4 separate regions of the Zea mays genome follow, and all the other regions are linked to region 1. The links are chromatin contacts, called in public Hi-C maps. All regions are on one chromosome and are shown on one strand. Each heading gives the region's core, a stretch centred on a gene start, on an enhancer-like site or on the middle of the called end of the contact. The rest is flanking DNA. Distances are from core to core; before and after follow the strand shown.

The links. Hi-C and Micro-C count contacts between places; a contact is called where the count stands out from the background.
Region 2: a Hi-C map of ear shows a contact between it and region 1, with 4 times the contacts expected there. The contact joins the promoter of LOC100383492 here to the promoter of LOC103643145 in region 1. A contact is called at or near these places in 5 of 25 Hi-C or Micro-C datasets (ear, leaf, root tip and 2 more).
Region 3: a Hi-C map of ear shows a contact between it and region 1, with 2.2 times the contacts expected there. The contact joins the promoter of LOC103643142 here to the promoter of LOC103643145 in region 1. A contact is called at or near these places in 2 of 25 Hi-C or Micro-C datasets (ear and tassel).
Region 4: a contact with region 1 is called in a Hi-C map of ear, with 3 times the contacts expected there. The contact joins the promoter of LOC100273557 here to the promoter of LOC103643145 in region 1. A contact is called at or near these places in 6 of 25 Hi-C or Micro-C datasets (bundle sheath, ear, leaf and 3 more).

The regions. Positions count from the first base shown.
Region 1 is chr1:203,755,913-203,760,288 of Zm-B73-REFERENCE-NAM-5.0, reverse strand. It overlaps LOC103643145 (probable peptide/nitrate transporter At3g43790), which reads right to left and starts at 2,068. Exons shown (of 16, transcript XM_023301406.1): 1 at 1,995-2,068; 2 at 1,820-1,880; 3 at 1,507-1,609; 4 at 1,309-1,411; 5 at 1,165-1,218; 6 at 989-1,051; 7 at 852-901; 8 at 693-768; 9 at 310-510; 10 at 60-147. The coding sequence starts at 1,997.
Region 2 is chr1:203,980,619-203,984,969 of Zm-B73-REFERENCE-NAM-5.0, reverse strand. It overlaps LOC100383492 (putative alpha-amylase family protein), which reads right to left and starts at 2,713. Exons shown (of 4, transcript NM_001176140.1): 1 at 2,566-2,713; 2 at 2,337-2,469; 3 at 1,401-2,212; 4 at 825-1,280. The coding sequence starts at 2,664. The coding sequence ends at 999.
Region 3 is chr1:203,615,225-203,620,280 of Zm-B73-REFERENCE-NAM-5.0, reverse strand. LOC103643142 (pentatricopeptide repeat-containing protein At5g65560) reads right to left here and starts at 2,102. Exons shown (of 5, transcript XM_008666292.4): 1 at 1-2,102. The coding sequence starts at 1,423.
Region 4 is chr1:203,963,449-203,968,222 of Zm-B73-REFERENCE-NAM-5.0, reverse strand. It overlaps LOC100273557 (3-alpha-L-fucosyltransferase), which reads right to left and starts at 3,366. Exons shown (of 7, transcript NM_001147975.2): 1 at 2,852-3,366; 2 at 611-771; 3 at 47-288. The coding sequence starts at 3,199.

The DNA of each region.
Region 1 (4,376 bases), core at 819-3,318:
GACTGTGCTTCTGATGTGCAATAAATATTTACATAAAAACTTGGAAAAAGATCACATACCTGAGACAGCTAGCACAATGCCAACATCCTGGGATGTCAAACTCAGGCCCCGGAATTTTCTGCTGCTCACTGCCCAGAGTGAAAATGTCTGAAGATGATATTTAGAAAACGTATTAGGATTTTCTGCTTAGCAGCTACTTCAAGGGACACTATGATATTATTGGCATCCTCTCATAGTGAATTGTAATAGAAGAAGTTACTCTCATTATCAGTTAATTAATATTCGGAAAAGAGGATAAGAAGAGATCACCTCAAGATAAGCTGTGTCATGGAGACAAAAGATACAGTAGAGGATTACTGCTGACATCAGTTGCCAGTTCTTTAGCAGGTTCTTTGTAGACGTGCAACCAGATTCTTTAGCTTTTCCAACTTCTAAGTTAGAGTCACCAACTTGTGCCTCCATTTCATCAATAGCTTCTACCTTTTCATTATCATGAAAGTGCAGCGTTTCCTAAGGAAATGGGATTAATGCTAAGGAACTTTCTAAAAACCTTATGATTTTTTTTTGTAAGAATGCTGTTTTGTGTGGTACAAGGAGTTTGTACTATACAGAGGCGTATCAGTCCTGATATATTTAATGTGTTTTTAAGGCATGTAACAGGTTGGAGTTTCAAGGAAAATGATGTGGCATACTGGAAGCCAAATGCATGCAATACATGATCCTGCTGCTAGTATCGATATGACAAGGCCTGGGAGGAAGTATGGAAACCTGAAAGTAGAAGCAAATTCCAAAAGTTTATTATATGCTTAAAACAATAAAAAATGGTAGAAATAGTATGAACAGTAGTTCACCTCCCAAATATGGATCCATTGGAGAAAATATTTGGGTACTTCTCTGCAGGCTAATACAGGATTGAGGATAGATAATGTTAGTCATGTATTTTTGCAATGTTTGCTTCATGGACTATATAAAGTGTGGTTATCCTTACCTGTGCTAGAAACCCTCCAATAGCTGGTCCAACAACAAGAGCTATTGCTCTTGATGATGTAACCTAGGACATCATGTTAGACCTAAGTTAGCTACAAGTATACTACATTACAATCTGAATATTTGGTGAATAAGCTGAAGGATTGAAATGAAAAGTATATTAGGGATTGTTCTTACAACAGACATTGCTAGAGCTTGGTGCTCTTTCCTGCAGACTTCCGTAGCATAGGCCTGGAAAATACATATGCATCCATGAGCATCTATTGCCTAATCCATCTGTTAATCAGGGCAACGCAATCCAGACAAGATACAATGAGTAACCTTGATTGGTCCCAGTATACCACAAAGCAACCCAAGCAGCCCCCTAGTCACAATGGCCATCCAGTAACTTGTGCTAAGGCCAAAGAGTGTGCTGAACACAATCCTGAAAAAAAAAATCAAAACCAGGTTTACTTCAGCCCATTTGCTGGAGTACTGACCACCGAGTATGATCCCACAATGTAGCTGAATGTTCCCTACACTGAGATGATGCTGATCACAATGCAGGGCTTCCTTCCATACTTGTCAGCAAATATGCCCCATGGCACAGAACTGACGGTTCTGGCAAGGAAATAGGTTGCCCCTGAAAGAGACAATATACAGTCAGCCAAACAATAGCTAGTGATAATTGATGACAACTATCATTGAACCGTGACAAAAACCAAACAATCTACTCATGCGACCTGATTGCGAAGAGTATTCTTTTATTTGAAATGGGAAGTTTTATTCCGAAGAGCATAAAAATATATAAACAAAATGTGAAATCTCAACCATGAGAGGAGACATTACTCACCAACAAATCCAGCATAGAATCCGATGTCTTGCTCTTGTTTTGCGATTTTAAAGTCCCTCATCTGTTGTTTTGAAACAATATTATAAAGTTATGGATCATTATGTTCCAGAATTCATTGAATTGCTAGTTTTTTCGTATGTCAATGGGGGTAAGGTTGACCATAGTGTATACATACCATGAAGTATATATAAGGGAATAGCGACTGGATTGGCAGAGCTGGGATGGACAAAAATGAGGGGTTATTCAACAACAAATAGAACTAATTTGATGTGGCAAGACGAATAGATCAGTGCCTATGCAATTCAATAGCAAATGTTCTATAAATTTATTCTATAACAATACCATGGTATATAATTTTCCAGAAACAAGGATAAACACATAATGAAAATATATGCACTGGAAAATGTAGGGAAAAAGTCAAGTGTGATTAGAAAATTTGACAATGGCGAAAACAATGCAATATGCATTCCTCGGAGTCATTGACCTGGAAATGTACCATTTTCCTCAAGTTTTGCAACATGTTCCGATAGACGGTATGGAGTATTATCAATTATTCACCACAAGTGCGGACTACTACCGGTTGTACTGCCTCCTTGCACTAATGTAGCAAATTTTCTTTTATTACTTCTCAACTAAAATGCTTGCCATGGACTGTTGACAGGACCAATTAATGGTCCATCACTTGAGAAACACTCATTGGCATTTATCGAATAACTTAGGTGCATGCAACAACGGCACAGCAAACAGAAAAGATTGTTATGTTTGCATCAGCATGGCTAAGCCCATTCATCAGAGTATCAGGCCGCTGAATCGCCTCTGCAGATGCGATTGTGCCAGGAGTCCGACTAAACCACGAAAACTTACTCCTACATGTTTTAGTGAATGATTTTTCGGATTGGATATGACAAGATGCCGGAATCCACACAGTCCAACTTTTTTTTTTTGATGTAACACACAGTCCAACCTTCACTGATCGACCCCGGGCCTAGATCTTTGTCTACGTGCTACATACCACTTGCTAAGAACTAGAAAAATAAAAAAAGGAGCCAAATACCCACAGGAGGTGAGGCAGACGATCCAGATGTAGAAGAAGTTGAGGTAGGGGATGCCGGTGTTGCTCTCATTCGTCTCGTCCAGCCGGCACCCAGGGCACCCTTCTTGGTAGTGCTTCTTTGCTTCATCGCCTGCGTCTCGAGGAGGCAATTCATCAGCCTCGCCATTGCGTGATTCCATTTAGGGCATCCACAATGCGACGCTCTGATGTCGGCCCGCCGCTAGCATTGGCTTGCAGAGTTGTAGGGGAGATCTGCAGAAGCAGTAGGAGTTTTCCTGCACAGAGGCCCATGTGGAACCGTGTTGGAGTGAAAGTGGTGGCTCTTCCGCATGCATACATAGTACCGAAAATCAAGGGAAAAACATGCTCGTGGGATCACCGTAGGTTTTCCGTTACCGACCATCAAGTGAGTGGTGGAAGAACGAAGAAGGCGACCTCTCCTCGAACTTGTGTCCTCCTCTGCGCCTCCCAACGGAACTCACTGCATGCAGCAGTGCCGCCGCACCCACCGGCCTCTTCTCTTGTTGTAGCAGCAGCTCGACGGCCGTGGAGAGAAGGGCAACAAGGTAAATCGGTCCGGATCTGCGCGGGCGGTGCGCGCCATCGCGGGGCCGGCCGTGGCCTCCGATAGGCTGATCTGGGCCGTCAAAAGAAATGGGAGCCCGCTCGCAACTAGAGGCCTTTCCAGTTTTCGGATCCCGGGTTTCCTACGACAATGGTGATTTTGCTCGCCATTGTTGCTCATGTGCCAATTATATATAGTTGGAGGCATGAGCTGGACGTAACTTGCTCATGTGCCAACCATGGATTTAAATCGAGGGAAATATCCTGTGCAATCAATTATGTTGGTATAAACGTGTAATCAAGCTATCTAGAGCATCCGATCAAAATTCGACCATAACTGCTGTTTTATATTTAACTTCTTTCACCTAAAACCTGATATTTATTTTATATTTAACTCCTTCCACACATAAACCATTCGATCTAAATTGAATACTCTAGATGGTTCGATTACACGCTTGTACCAAATGAGTGATTACACAAGATATGTCCCCTTTAAAGAGCAGGCTAAGGCTCGAAACGGGCAAGTCGAGCTTGGCTCGGCTCATTTCGCTACGCTTTAGCTCACTCCTCTGACGAGCCTGAAATGTTGGCTTGGCTCGGTTCATTGCTAGCTCACGAGCTGGCTCGTCGAGCCAACGAGCCTAACCATAAGCGTGAACTCGTTGTTTAAAATTTTTATTAAATCAAAAAAAATTAAGTAACATATTTTAGATTAGTAAAATAAATATATTACTAATATATTATAGAAAATAGGTTACTTTTGTACATTAATCTTAAAAACATAAACTAATCGTATATTTAGCAAGGTTATATTAAGCGCTAGGCGTTAGACGGGCGTTAGGCCATTGTTTAGCGCCTATAAAGCTTAATCATAGATTAATCGTGTTTAAGCGTTTGTAGGAATATTACAATATAATATATATTTGCACAGAAAAACAG
Region 2 (4,351 bases), core at 1,464-3,963, 220 kb before region 1:
ATGAGGTGGGTGTACGAATGAGAGGACACTGAGTACTACCAAATGTTGGTGGAGTCGTGGAGTACGACTTTTGTGTGGACCGGTCAGACTTTGACAGAGTACAAAGCACAGTTGATGCGTGAGCAAGGTATTATGTTACTATAAACGGAGGTGTACAATATGGCAGAAGCACAATATCAGTGGAAAGCGCCCCCGTGGGAATGATCTTCAACGGGGAACAACTGTGAACTATGAATGGTGTATTTGTATCTTCGATGTTGTTTGTGAACTATGAAACAATGTCATGTAATGTATTTGAACTGCTAAATGTTGTTATTGGATTTGTGATAATGTTTGGGGTCATCTTTTGTTCAAATTATGGGGCCTCAATGTGTTTTATTTGCAAAAATATATATGGCTCGGTTTTTATTTCTATGACGCCAGTTTATCAGGCCAGAAGTTGATTAATCGGCCTTATCAGCCGATTTATCGGTTTTGAACCGTATCAAATTCAAAAACTAGGCGATTTCGATTTTGACCAGTTTTCACTTGTTTATCACAATAAACTGGTTATCGATGGGGCCGATTTTCAGTTTTTCACCCTTCAACTGATTTGGTGAACCCTGTAGACCTGTACCTAGGTACAATGCACCCACAATCGCCTTTCAAGTCGTAGATGGAGGTGCTAGCATGGCCCTGCTGGCCCCCCAACCAAAAAATATTTTTTACTTATATATCTATGACTAAAATAAAAGAGATAGTTTGTAATAATATATATTCCATTTATATTACTATAGTTATATATAAGAAAAATCCTGGCTTATTAATTGGAGAACATACACTTTCTTTCAGGTGACCAAGCTTGTTTATTTATCTGATTGTGATAGTGTGTACATGTAGAAATACATATATGAAATTGAACTAGGAAAAGGTAAAATTCAGGAAATTAAGGAAAAGACGTTATGCAGTGTCGTGCTGCTGTGTTTGCAATGCAGCACAAGACTGAGCAATCTGAGCTGCTAGAGGTGGCGCCCCGCCGGGACGCGGAGGCTCGCTTTCTCCCAGACGCAGTAGTCCTTGCCGTGCGCCGCCGGGTGGAAATCCGACGGGACCACGCTGCTCACGCCGTACCTTGTCCCGATCTTCACCATGACCTTCTCGTCGACGACGGCCACGTACGCGTCCGCGTCCGCCACGAGGATCCGCAGCTTGCTCCCGGCGCGGATGCCGTTCCGCGCCCTGATGGCAGACAGCGTGGATATCTCCTGCTTCAGGTTCCAGTCGAACATGTGGTCGTAGAACTGGACGTGCATCATGCAGCCATGCACACGTTGGATTATTAGCTATAGTATATATAGGCACTACGTCTGGTTTGGGAGTGAGATTCTGGTGTGTGTAAGTGTAACTGACGAGTCACTCACAATGCAGGGGACTCCTGGATGGGTGAGGATGTAGGCGTAGCCCTGCATGACCTTGTCGGATGGGAACGGCCAGAGCTTCTGCGTCGACCCGGTGTCATGGTTGTCGACGAAGGTGACGGCCTTCTCGGGCGCCCACCCGATCAGGCCGGCCGCGTTGCCGGAGCTGTCGCGCAGCCGCCACAGCTCCCCCTGCACGCCCGCCTGCAGCAGGCCCTTGGTGGGGAAGTCGAACGCCATGGCGGGCCCGCCGACGGCCCGCGTCCAGTCCAGCAGCTCCTGCCGGCACTGGTCCTGGTTGGGCGCCGGCTTGCCGTCCCCGCTGTAGCTCAGCGAGTTCCATATCTCCGCGACGACGAAGCTCGGCGGCCCCGTGCTCTCCACGTACATTCTGGCGACGGCCGGCGAGTAGCCCTTGGCGAAGTCGAGGCGCCAGCCGTCGAACCCCACGGCGTCGGACCTGAGCCAGTTGAGCCAGGCGGAGAGCTCCCGCTGCACGCGCGGGTTGAGGTGGTCGATGTCGGGCGCCGCCGCGAACCCCTCGCCCGTGTCGCGGTGCCCCGTCCCGTCCGAGTACTGCGTGTCGTCGCTGCAGATCATCCCGGGGCCCCAGTCCAGGCGGTCGTCGGGAGTCCCGCCCTCGAAGATGCAGTACACGCCGCGCGCGTCCTTCTTTTCCGCGCACCGGTGGTTGATGACGATGTCCGCCACGCACTGCACGCCCCTGCCGTGGAACGCCGCTATCAGGGACTTGAGCTCCGCCGCCGTGCCGTACTTGGACGCGTCCAGGTCGTATAGGCGGCCTGGCATGTAGCCTGCCCATGGCCGTCGCCCGTCGCGTTATATATCTCATGTCAACAAAGCATGGATGTACACGTAACGTACTAGCGTAGTGATCTGCTCAGCATGAGGGTGTCAGCCGGGCAGTAGTGAGAGTACCTTGTGGCGAGACGGAGTGCGAGGGTGGAGGCAGCCAGACGTGCGTGACGCCGGCCTTGGCGATGTCGTCGACCTGGGCCTTGAGCCTGTTGTACCAGCCTCCCTGCTGCTTGCACGACTCCCAGTTAAACCCCTGCACGCGCGCGCACAGATCGTCGTGGCATGCATGATAAGTTGACCATAACATTATTGACGTGTACAGGTACATATATACTCGTCGTACTCGTACCTGGAAGAGGACTTGTGCCTGGACCAGGCCGCAGGCCAGCAGGGTGGTGCAGAGCGCCAAGAGGAAGAGCAAGCACAAGCTGCTCGAGTGCTTCATCATCTCCGTCTGCGACTGCGACAGTGCGCGAGATGCTTCACTTATCTCAGAGAGTGGGTGGAGGTGTGTGTGGTTGTGCCGACTGCCGAGTGGGCTCGCCGGGGGCGCCCTATATATAGGCCGTCGCCGGCACGGTGGCTGAGGCAGGGAATGTTGAGGGAAGGCTCCTCGTCATTAATGCGATGTGGATATATGGATAGAGGGGCCACGTAGGTCCGGCGCCGACAAGAGGGGCAGTCCAACAGGCGCCTGCCTAGATGCATGCGGCGGCGTGGTGCTGTTGAAGACAAAGACCCGTTGCGGCGGCTGCGGCGGCGGCGAGACGACGACGGTTGCTCCCAGACTCTCACTCCTGGCAAGACGGAAGAGCTCGGCGATCGATCTCGCCGCCTTGGGACAGCCGCAACCGGAGGCCTGACTGGCCGCGCGGGCGCCACGGCACTCGCCTAGCTAGACGCGGTAGCTAGCCTTGACTGGACGGACGACGTAGTATATATGGACGGACTATGGAGGCGCCCGTCGTCGGCTTTTTCGCCGCCTTAAATTCTTGACCTGGCGATGCTATCCACATCCTTAAACGCAAAGTGACCGATCCATCGAGCATTCGAGCCCCGCCTGATGCCGACCTAGAAAGGAGAGAACTGGATAATGCCCAGCCCACTCATGGCACTCAATGGAGCTTGCTTGGCCAACGAAGCAATCCAACAGAAACAGCAGCGATGGATTTAGCCACTCCTGAATTGCCGACGAGATCATGTCAGTCAGCATCTCTGACGAAGTTGGACTCAAACTCGTTGAATTGCCGATGCCGACTTGGTATCTGCTAGAGCGTTCTAGATGGGCATTTCCTTCTTTCAATGGCTTGGGAAATTGGGAGTATAAGTGTGAAGAGCATTTCTCCAACCACAAAAAGCCTTCGAAATGTCCGAGGGAAACGCATGCACTAATGTCTGAGGAAGGCTTGAAAATTCCCATATTTATATTCCTTATATATATAATATGAAGTTGCGAACGTAATGTTGATATGCGCCCTTGTGGTTCGGGTTATGATTGATTGTCAATAATAGTAGTGTCTTGGATTGAGTCGTGTGGGCTAAACAGAGTGCGAGTGTATTTGTGTAGCATATGTCTTCGTCTATGTGACACACAGGTGTGGAGTCCAAAGAGGGCATACAAGTTCGTGGTGATAGGCCAGAAGCAGCGAAGACAAACAATGAGTCTTGATCAGGGCTGCAGAAGTTAAGTGACTAGTCATGATGGCTAACATCTAGGAACACATTCAGACACAGACATGGCAGACTGAATTGAGTCACCGTCGCAACTGCAAACTGATGGAACGACACGTGTCTAGGACGTGATGATGCGTATGGAGTACGCTACCCGTAGGGATTTTGGTGGTAGAGCCTCAAAACCACCCATTGCGAAAGCTCACAGGTTCGCTAGGTTTGGGCCTCAAAATCTGGTGGCATGGTTCGGGAGGAATTGAAGGCCGCACGTGGCGTCATCCCGGAGAGTACATCAAGGCGAAACAACTTCATGAAGAGTGTGACTGTTAGATCAAAATTCTAAGAGTTGGTCTACTTTACCTCTGTTCGAGTGGATAGACCCTATATATTTAGAGGTAGTTTAGAAAGGAGAAATAACCATCTATAAATAAGAGTGGAAAGCTGAACCATTCGGCTACCTCTTG
Region 3 (5,056 bases), core at 853-3,352, 140 kb after region 1:
TCCTTCCATCTTGACAGTAGGAGCGTATAAAAACTGTATAAGTGACGACATCAGGCTTAACACCTGCCGCAGCCATCCTATCGGATATCATTTTTGGGGAATCAGATCTAAACTCCCTGAGATGTTTATCAATTAGAATGGTAAATGGAACAGCATTGGCCTGTACTCCACTCTCAATCATATCATTCAATAGTGATATTGCTTCCAACAGCTTGTTTTCCCTGCATAGTCCATCAATAAGCGAACTGTACATGTGGGCGTCTGGCACAAACCCTTCTGTGATTATTTTCTGCATCAGATTATGAGCACCATCAAACTTTCCCGACTTGCACAATGCATCTATCATACTGGTGTAGATAACCTGATTCACCTTAATTCCCTTCTGAACAAGAGACCCGAGAAACTGCTGAGCTTCCTCAATTCTCCCATGTTTGCACAAAGCATCAATCAGCACTAAGCAAGTCCACTCATTAGGGGCCAGCCCACAAGCCTCCATTGAATGAAGCAGCCTAAAAGCATGTTCCAAGTGCCCCTCGCTGCACTGTCCCTGGATTAAGGTTGTGTATGTCACCACATTTGGAGCTAAACCTGCCTCAATCATCCGACTGTATAGTACCATGGCCCTCTCTACTTTCCCCGACTTGCAAAACCCACATATCAGCTGAGTATATGTGCGGACGTTCGGCAAGCACCCTTTACTCTGCATCCCCTTGAAGATGTCAATTGCGAGCTCCAAGTCCCCAGTACTGCAGTAGCCATCGATCAAAGCATTGTATACAGCAACATTCGGCACAAATCCCTTCCCCATTGCGTCTGTGAGCAGCGCAACCGCCTCTCCAGCTCGTCCTGCCCCACATAACCCGTGCACCATTATGCTGTAGACGTGCGAATCAGGGGCACAGCCATCAGGCCACATCCCAGCGAAAACCGCCATCGCCTCGCGCACCATCCCAGCGCCACATAGCCCCTGGAGCAGGGCTGCGTACGTGAACGGGGTGCGCGCGCACCCCCGCTGCGGCATTAGCAAGAACAATCGGCAGGCGTGCGCGAACAGCCCCGTGCGGCAGTACCCGAGGACGAAGGACGTGTACGCGTGGGAGTCCGGTGCGAGGCCGGCGCGCAGGAGCGAGGACAGATGGCGCTTGGCAGCGGGGAGGTCGCCAGCGTGGCAATAGGCGTTGATGAGGGTGGTGTAGGTGTGGAGGTTGCGGACAGGCATGCGGGCGGCGAGCGACTCCATGTCCGAGAGCATGCCGTGGCGGGCGAGCGCCATGAGGAGGGTGTTGAGGCACCGGATGGGGGGCACAGGAGCGGAGGGGGAGAGGAGGAGGAGGGAGAGACGACGGAGGTCAGTGGCCGAGGAGGCGGCGGTGGATATGGCGGCGAGGAGACGGGGCAGCGCCTTGGGCGCGGGCGCGGGCATCGCGCGGTGAGCTATGGCGTGGCGGCGGGCATTGCTGGGCCGATGACGGAGATCGGCGGCGGCGGCTATGTGAGGAGGTCAGAGACGGGAGGCGGATCCAGGGCCAGGGTGTAGTCAGAAAGACAGAAACTCAGAAGACTGGAAAATGGGCCCGGTGTTGGCCTGTTGGGAAATGGCTGAGCCGATCCGGGTTACGTCCCATTGGTAGGACTCTTTCTTGAAAATGAAGGAGAAGCTTCTTAAAAAATCAATAGTAGCCGAAAGTCAGAAAAAAACTTATATCGACTTATCTTCTATATTTTTCTCTTCGATGAGTTATAGAAGAAGCTAGATTTTTAAACAAATAGAGTGTTCTTTCTAGAGATATTTCTAAAAATAAGGAGGTAACTGTTTTTTTAAGGAGCCAAAGCTAGGGTTCAAGCTGAAAAAGGAAGAGTCATGTCAAAGAGGCATTTAGTTGAACTTCAACAACTCATCTACTTCGATTATTGTTATGTGCTCGTACATTGCTACGATTTTTATATATCACTTATCTCTTCATTGTCAAATGAATAAATGGTGAAAAGGTGCTATGCTTTAATATATCACTCATCTTCTCTCATTTGTCCAATGAACGAGTGGTCCAAGAAAAAATGAAACTAAAACTATCTACAACAGCTTATCCATCTCTACTCATATTCAAACTTCGCTTTGCGAACAGTACAATCTACGGTACAGAAACAGTGCAAAATAGTGCTTTTATGTAAACTATAGATAGATTGCTGCAGACAATCTTATAGACATCATAAAGTACGATCGTTATTTGTGACACGAGTATATTCTCGTTGTCTATAGAAGCTACTATAATATAAAAAATGCATGACAATTATAAAAAATGCATGACAAATGAGGATTCTACTAGGTAGCGGGTTTGAAACAATCGGAAACGAAGTCATATGAAGTCTCTAGAGAGCTAATGTTGTAAACAATAAAAAACTATAAAGACCTAAATGTAGAAAATAACTACAAAATTTCAATAATTCTTCAATTGGAAGAACCTCCTCATTCCTCAACCTAAATAATCATACAAAATCAAGGAATTTTATGTAAAGTTTTCATGTGTTAAATAGAATTAGCACACCATTGTACCCCAAACTGAGAACAAGTATTATATATCACTCTTGGTCATAAATTGGCTCTAGGCATATAGATAAGTGCAACAGAGGCAGCGATCTCGCTCACCGATTACGTTGATCGCCCTCCTTAAACTCGGGATCGAGCAGCTGGTGCACCGGACTAGAGTCTGGTGTGCACTGGACCAGTTACGCAGAGGGCATGTTGAAAGGGAAATAGGGTTAACCTTTTCCCAGTATTAATTTTGGTGGTTGAATGCCCAACACAAATATTGGACTAACTAGTTTGCTCTAGATTATATGTTCTACAGGTGCATAAAGGTTCAACACAAACCAATAAAAGATTGAAGTTAGGGATCAAATTCAAAGAAGCAAAGAAACCAAGTGTGCTTTGGTCTAGCGCACCGGATAGTGTCCGGTGCCCCAGGATCGTACAACTTCGAACTCTTCAGCTTCGGGTTTCTCCAGCGCCGCTCCGCTATAATTCACCGGACTGTTCGGTGTGCCACCGGACTGTCCGGTGCACCAGCGGAGCAACGACTATCTGAGAGCACCTAGAGGGGGGTGAATAGGTGATCCTGTAAAATTCAACACTAAATAGCCACAAAACTTGGTTATAGAAATGTTAGTGCGACTAAGTAGTTGAGAAGCGAATTCTTATGGACAAGACAATCACAGAGAGATCAACACAAGACACGCAATTTTTATCCCGTGGTTCGGCCAAGTAACACTTGTCTACTTCCATGTTGTGGCGTCCCAATGGACGAGGGTTGCACTCAACCCCTTTCAAGTGATCCAATGATCAACTTGAATACCACGGTTTTTCCTTTAGATGATTACTCCTGTTTGCGAGGAATCTCCACAACTTGGAGCCTCTCGCCTTACAATGATGATCACAAAAGAAGCACAGAAGTAAGGGAGGGGAGAGCAACACAAACAAGACTCAAATCCACAACACAACCACGCACACAAGTCACAACTTGAGCTCAAAACACAACGCACGGAGTTCTCAACTCAAATGGAGCTCAAGTCACTATCACAAAGAATCGAATGCGTGAAGTTGGAGTCTTGGAGTCTTAGAATGTTTCTTGTAAGCTTGTGTGACTCCTTCATGCGCCTAGGGGTCCCTTTTATAGCCCCAAGCCAGCTAGGAGCCGTTGAAGATCAACATGGAAGGCCAATCTTGCCTTCTGTCGTGTGGCGCACCCGACAGTCCGGTGCGCCACCGGACAGTCACTGTAGACGGTCCGGTGCGGATCTCCTTCCTTTTCTAGCGCAGACGACCGTTGCAGCACCGGGCCAGTTGGCACACCAGACACTGTCCGGTGCACACCGGACAGTCTGGTGCCCCTGCCGACCGTTGGCGCGGGCCACGCGTCGCCCGCGGATTGCGCGGCCGACCGTTGCGCTGGCGACCGTTGGCTCACCGGACAGTCCGGTGAATTATAGCCGTACGCCGCCAAACTTTTCCCGAGAGCGGCCTTTTCACCGGAGACCAGCCTGGCGCACCGGACAGTCCGGTGTGCCAGGCTGAGCTGAGTTTTGGCTGCACCGAGCCAACTCTTATGCAATTTTTTCTTTTCTTCTTTTCTCTGTTTCTAACACTTAGACAAATATTAGTATTCAAAAACCAATGTACTAAGTCTAGAAACATACCTCATGCCTTGATTTGCACTTTTTCAATCTTGGGCACATTTAGAACTTAGAGAATATGTGTTGGGCACTTAATCACCAAAACATTATAGAAATGGCTCAAAGGCACATTTCCCTTTCAATCTCCCCCTTTTTAGTGTTTTATGCCAACACAATCAAAAGCAACCAAAAGAAGTGCAACATCAATGCAATTGAGAACCAAATTGTTTTTTACTATAATTTGGCATATTTGGATCGCTCTTTGCCACCACTTGGTTTGTTTTGCAGATCAAATTCATTTTCCTATCTCTAAGTCAAACTCACTTGTTTGGGCATAAAGAGAGATAATCCAAGAGTGAAATTGATCAAGTGCCAAAAACTCCCCCTTTTCCCATAATCATAAATTCTCCCCCACAAGAGACTAAATTTTGTAATAAGAGCATTTTGGACAAATCAAAAGTGCTAACTCTATTGTTTTCAAAATTCACAAGTGGTAGCTGATCCATTTGTGGTAGCTGATCCATTTGCTTTGGCCTTAATTTCTCCCCCTTTGGCATTAAGCACCAAAACGGGATCATTCTTAGTCCTTTAACCCCATTGCCTCACCAAAAATGTCAATTAAGAGCAAAAAGGCAATAAGAGCATAAGAATGAACTTGGAAATAAGTACACTAATACCGGAGTGCAGTGGAAGTCTTTTAATTGTCCAAGTTCACCTTTCCCTTTCAATGCACCTTTGAGACTACATCAAGTATACTCAAACAAACAGATTAGTCTCAAAGGGTCAAGTTGTAGCACATCTCCCCCTAAATATGTGCATCATTCACACATAGACTTGTGAGGTCCGGGGATCCCTTGCACAACTTGAGCAACATAAATAAGCAACAAAT
Region 4 (4,774 bases), core at 2,117-4,616, 210 kb before region 1:
TTTGAATCAAGAACCTGAATCTAACCATACAGCAGAGGAAGTGTACCTTTGCCATCACGGTTACGATGACAACTACCATATGAATCTATTTTGACATCCAAATTTTCAAGCATCTCAAGGGCTTGCAAACGGAAGTTCCGTGCACCACAGTTAGAAATAAAGGCTACAGCAAGAGCTTCTTCAGTCTTTGGAGGCACAGGTGCCATGATATCATATTCAGCCCATGAAAAGTAGCCAACTGGGACATCTGAAGAAAGGCTGGTTGTCATCACAATCTTGTACCCTCTCCTGTTATAGGAAGCAATGAAATTACCAGACCAGTAACATTTTTTTTAACAAACGCAGGAGAGTTGTGTGTCATTTCATTAATAAGAAAGAAATGGTACAAAAACAAGGGGAAGTAACAAAACAGACCAGTAACATTGATTATCAAAATGTTGTGGCCTTGATTTGGGGATGCCAGGCTTGGGGAATTGGCAGGTGCTAAGGCACAGAGAAGGTTGTGGCCTTGATTTGGGGATGTCTATGTGTACCAAATTCCGAATGGCAATTCAAATGGCCAAAGAAATCATAGGAAATCACCGATCAGAACAACTTGGTCCTTACCTACCCTCGAGCCACATCAATATTATTCTCTGAATAATATTGAGATGATTCCATTGATCTCAGGATACCCTCTACAGAAGGATCTGGTGCAATTCCAAAAGTAGCATCAGGTGTCTTACTGGCAGAAAAACCAAATTGACATCCTACATAGCATTTACTCCAGTCCTGAGTGAGAGAAAGAAATATATAAGTTCCGTATATCGACAGATGTGGAGTAAGACATTGATGGGTCATTAATGTTATGGATATGCAGCACAATCTCCATATATGTGGCAGAATCTCGATAAATAGCAGCACATCACTAATTGTGCAAGCATGAACATATGAATCTATAATGCTTAAAGTCTGTATGGCCCAACAGAAATGAAATTTTAAAAATCATTTAGACAAAACGCCTTGTACCCTTCTTACTATACAAATCATAAACCCTTACATCAGTTTTATGAAACAAGTAAGTTCTACTCAGCATCGGCAATATCAAACAATAATAAATTAAAACAAATAGTGTGACAAAAAACAGAAAAAAAAACTTCCTTAGCAGGGGCGGAGATTCGAGTCAGCCAGCTTGGGCTGTGGCCCCTTTTTCATTCTAGCATGATATGTGTAATTAAAAATTAAGGCTTGTAATGCATGCTAGGCTCAAACTAGTATTTGCCTAGTATAATCCACCACTCAATAAACTTAAAATTTTGTAGAACTACGATTTCTTTATATAGGCGGACCCACTCCGTATTTTAGGCAAGTTCCACCACTGCTTTTAAAACAAGACTTCCCGTGGTTTCAGAACAACAAAACTGCAATTGAGGATTGAATTGAAAGGAGGGCATTGAGCAGTTGCATTTAAGAATTATTTACTCCTTTGTATTTAGAACACACTCCTTGAGTAACACACATTAATACTGCATCCACTTTCCTTTCTACATCAACATGACACAAGAATTGTTCTAATCTAAGAGCAATACACTTTCCTCCCGCCAAAAAGAGATGAATTGATGAAGAATAAGTGCCAAATGATAGGTTTCTAAACCAAATGCTATTCAAACTTACTACATTTATCTGAACAAACTATCCGAATTAACCATTTGAGACAATACAAGCATGCAGAGATCAGTGGCGGAGCCAGCCACGGATTCAAGCCTGGGCACCGTCAGGAGAAAGCGGCTCCATCTCCGGCTGCTGGCTTGCTGAGGTTGGGCGTCAGACGGCCGACTGCTGATGCTGGGCGCTGTGTTGGTCTGCTGAGAGCGTGCAGCCGGGGCTGGGCCTGGGCACGCTGCGCAGGGTGGCCGGGGTTAGCCTGCTGTGGCCACCGTCCGCTGGGCTGCTGTGAGCCGCGCCGAAGGAGGAAGGAGTCGACCAAGCCAGCAGAGGGCAGCCAACTGCAGCACTGGCGCGAGCGCGGCCAGGCCCTGGGGAGATGATTGGCTGTTGGTGCTAGGCAGCTACCTCTAGCGTTTGGCGTTGGTGACCGCGAGGGATTGAGGGTGAGGCCATGATGGTTAGCTGGCTAGCTGCCATGGGGAGGCCATGGTGTGACCACGTCTGTGGCTGATGAATACGAGCTGGTCACTTGCATGTCGTCGAAGGCGAAGCCCGGGCACGAGCCCAGGCTGGCCGGGCGATGCCTCCGCCACTGGCAGAGATACTTCCTATTTTCATTCAAGGAACAGAGTACTAATCTAGTACAAAGGTTCAGGGCTTTAGGCACATATAAACATGCCTCGACATAAAATCCAACTGGTTGAGCAGCTAGGCCGAGTCAAGGCTGGGCAGAGAGGGGAAACTAAAGTGAAGCATTTCATTTTTGGGTAATCTTATTTGTATCAGGCTCAAATTTCTCTCTTTGGCTCAGCTAAGCCACAAATACTTAAGGTTCCATAATCATATAGGAACCAGTGGCACCCTCTCAGACTATGCATATACAAGTCGTCCACAGACAATCTGAAGAAGTCCTTGTATGACGTTATATTGTTATTCGGACGACTTATTTCATAAATTCGTAATGAATGAAGATTTACGCTTAAAAATACAAGCATAAAATGCTGCCAGCTGCTGCTGTCATGCTTCACCAAGTATGAATACTTAATCAGGCGGATGGTCTAGGTTTCACGCAACAGAGATTTCGCCAGAACTTATGAAGTAACTTCGATCCACCTCAGCAGCAGGTCAGTGGAACCAATTCGTTAACAAACTAACTTTCCTAACTCAAACTAAGAGCACGAGGGAAAAAAGGCATGCACTAGACCTTGGCAGCGCCACCGACAAGCACGGGATCCCTGTCAAAGTCGCGGTCGTAGGGCACGGCGTCCTCCCTCTCGAGCCGCTGCTCGCACCGCCGGATCTCTTCGTCCTCGCCGTCGCCGTCGCCGTCTGCCCTCGGGACCGCGCCCCGGCCCACGGATTCACCCCAATGGGAGGAGCGGCGGTAAAAGGAGGTGGTCCAGCTCTCGACCACCTCGGCGTTCTTCGCCATGTCGAGGCGGCCGAGGAAGGCGATCTCGGCGAGGAAGGCGGCGCCTACGAGGAGCGGCAGCAAGCACCTCCATCGCCGCCGGCGGCCCGCCTGCGACTGCGAGTGGGAGGAGACCATCATTGCTGGCCCTCCTCGCGCCTCGCCGGCGCCGGGTGGGGAGTGGTGGAGAGATCGTGTGGGGCGACCAAGAGACGGTGGGCGGAGTCAGGCGAGTTTGGAACGAGCCAACGACCCCCCGCGCCAGCAGCCGCTGAGATCTTCCTCGCACGGGCACGGATTTGGTTCTGTTCGGCCGGCTCCAATTCTCCATTGGCACGGACGAGGGACGAGTCGTACTCGTACAGACAGACGGGCGCCGGCGAGAAGCAGGCATGTGGGATGGGCACCACGTGTCAGGGAAATGGAGTGGCCGCTGCCGCTTTGCCTTTGTTGGATTGGAGAGCCCGCCGGTGGGCTTTGACAGTTGGGCTCAAAGCAGTTTTCTAGTAGTTCGGGCTTGAAACGAAACCAGGCCGACATCGGGAATTGTAATCCAACGTGTGTTTCTAAAAGAAAGAAAGAAAAAATGTAAAACAAGTGTTTTGGAACCCTAAAAACAAACAAACGGCGTCCCTCAACTACCAGATCCAAGGTTGTTCCTGACTTTTCGGGGGCCCTGTAAGAAATCCGATATAGAGGCCCCATCCACACACAAATATATATAATTATACATATATTATACAAATATATATAATTATACATATATTATCGAATATTTGACGTATAAAAATTATTATGCATTGTTTTGAAGTTTATAAGATAACAAATGTAAAATATATCCAAAAACACTTAGTTGTTATCTGATATCATTAAAAATATCTTCTAACATTTTGTGATACAAAGTCATCGTTTATATTATTGAGATCAATCTTATCCAACAACTTTTTTCGATATATAGAATCGCTAAGTCATTTAACCTCTCTTGAGTTATCGTTGACCATAAATAGTTTACAAAATATTTCAATTTTAAAAAGCTTCTCTCTACCGATGCAATCATCATATGTATAGTAAATAATATTCTCTCTATATCAAAATAGAATTTATTTTGCTTCTTTAGTGGATTCATCATCATATAGTTGAATATAAATATAAAAATCAAGAAAGCTAAAACAAATACTATTTGAAACGGATGGAGTATTCGATAAGTAATTGAGACATTAGTTTAATAATCTAAACGAGACTGGTCGATAGCGCATCGCTTTTTACGTATTTGTGTCTAGAATTGTCGGGGACCATAATTAGGGGTACCCCCAAGACTCCTAATCTCAGCTGGTAACCCCCATCAGCACAAAGCTGCAAAGGTCTGATGGGCGCGATTAAGGTCAAGGCTCAGTCCTCTCAAGGGACACGATCTCGCCTCGCCCGAGCCCAGCCTCGGGCAAAGGCAGCCGACCCCGGAGGATTCACGTCTCGCCCGAGGGCTCCCTCAAGCAACGGACACACCTTCGGCTCGCCCGAGGCCCAGTCTTCGCAGAGAAGCAACCTTGGCCAGATCACCACGCCAACCGACCATATAGCAGGAGCATTTAAGGCAAGGATCGCCTGACACCTTATCCTGACGCGCGCTCTTCAGTCGACAGAGCCGAAGTGACCGCAGTCACTTTGCCGCTCCACTGACCGACCTGACAAGAAAACAGTGCCGCCTGCGTCGCTCCG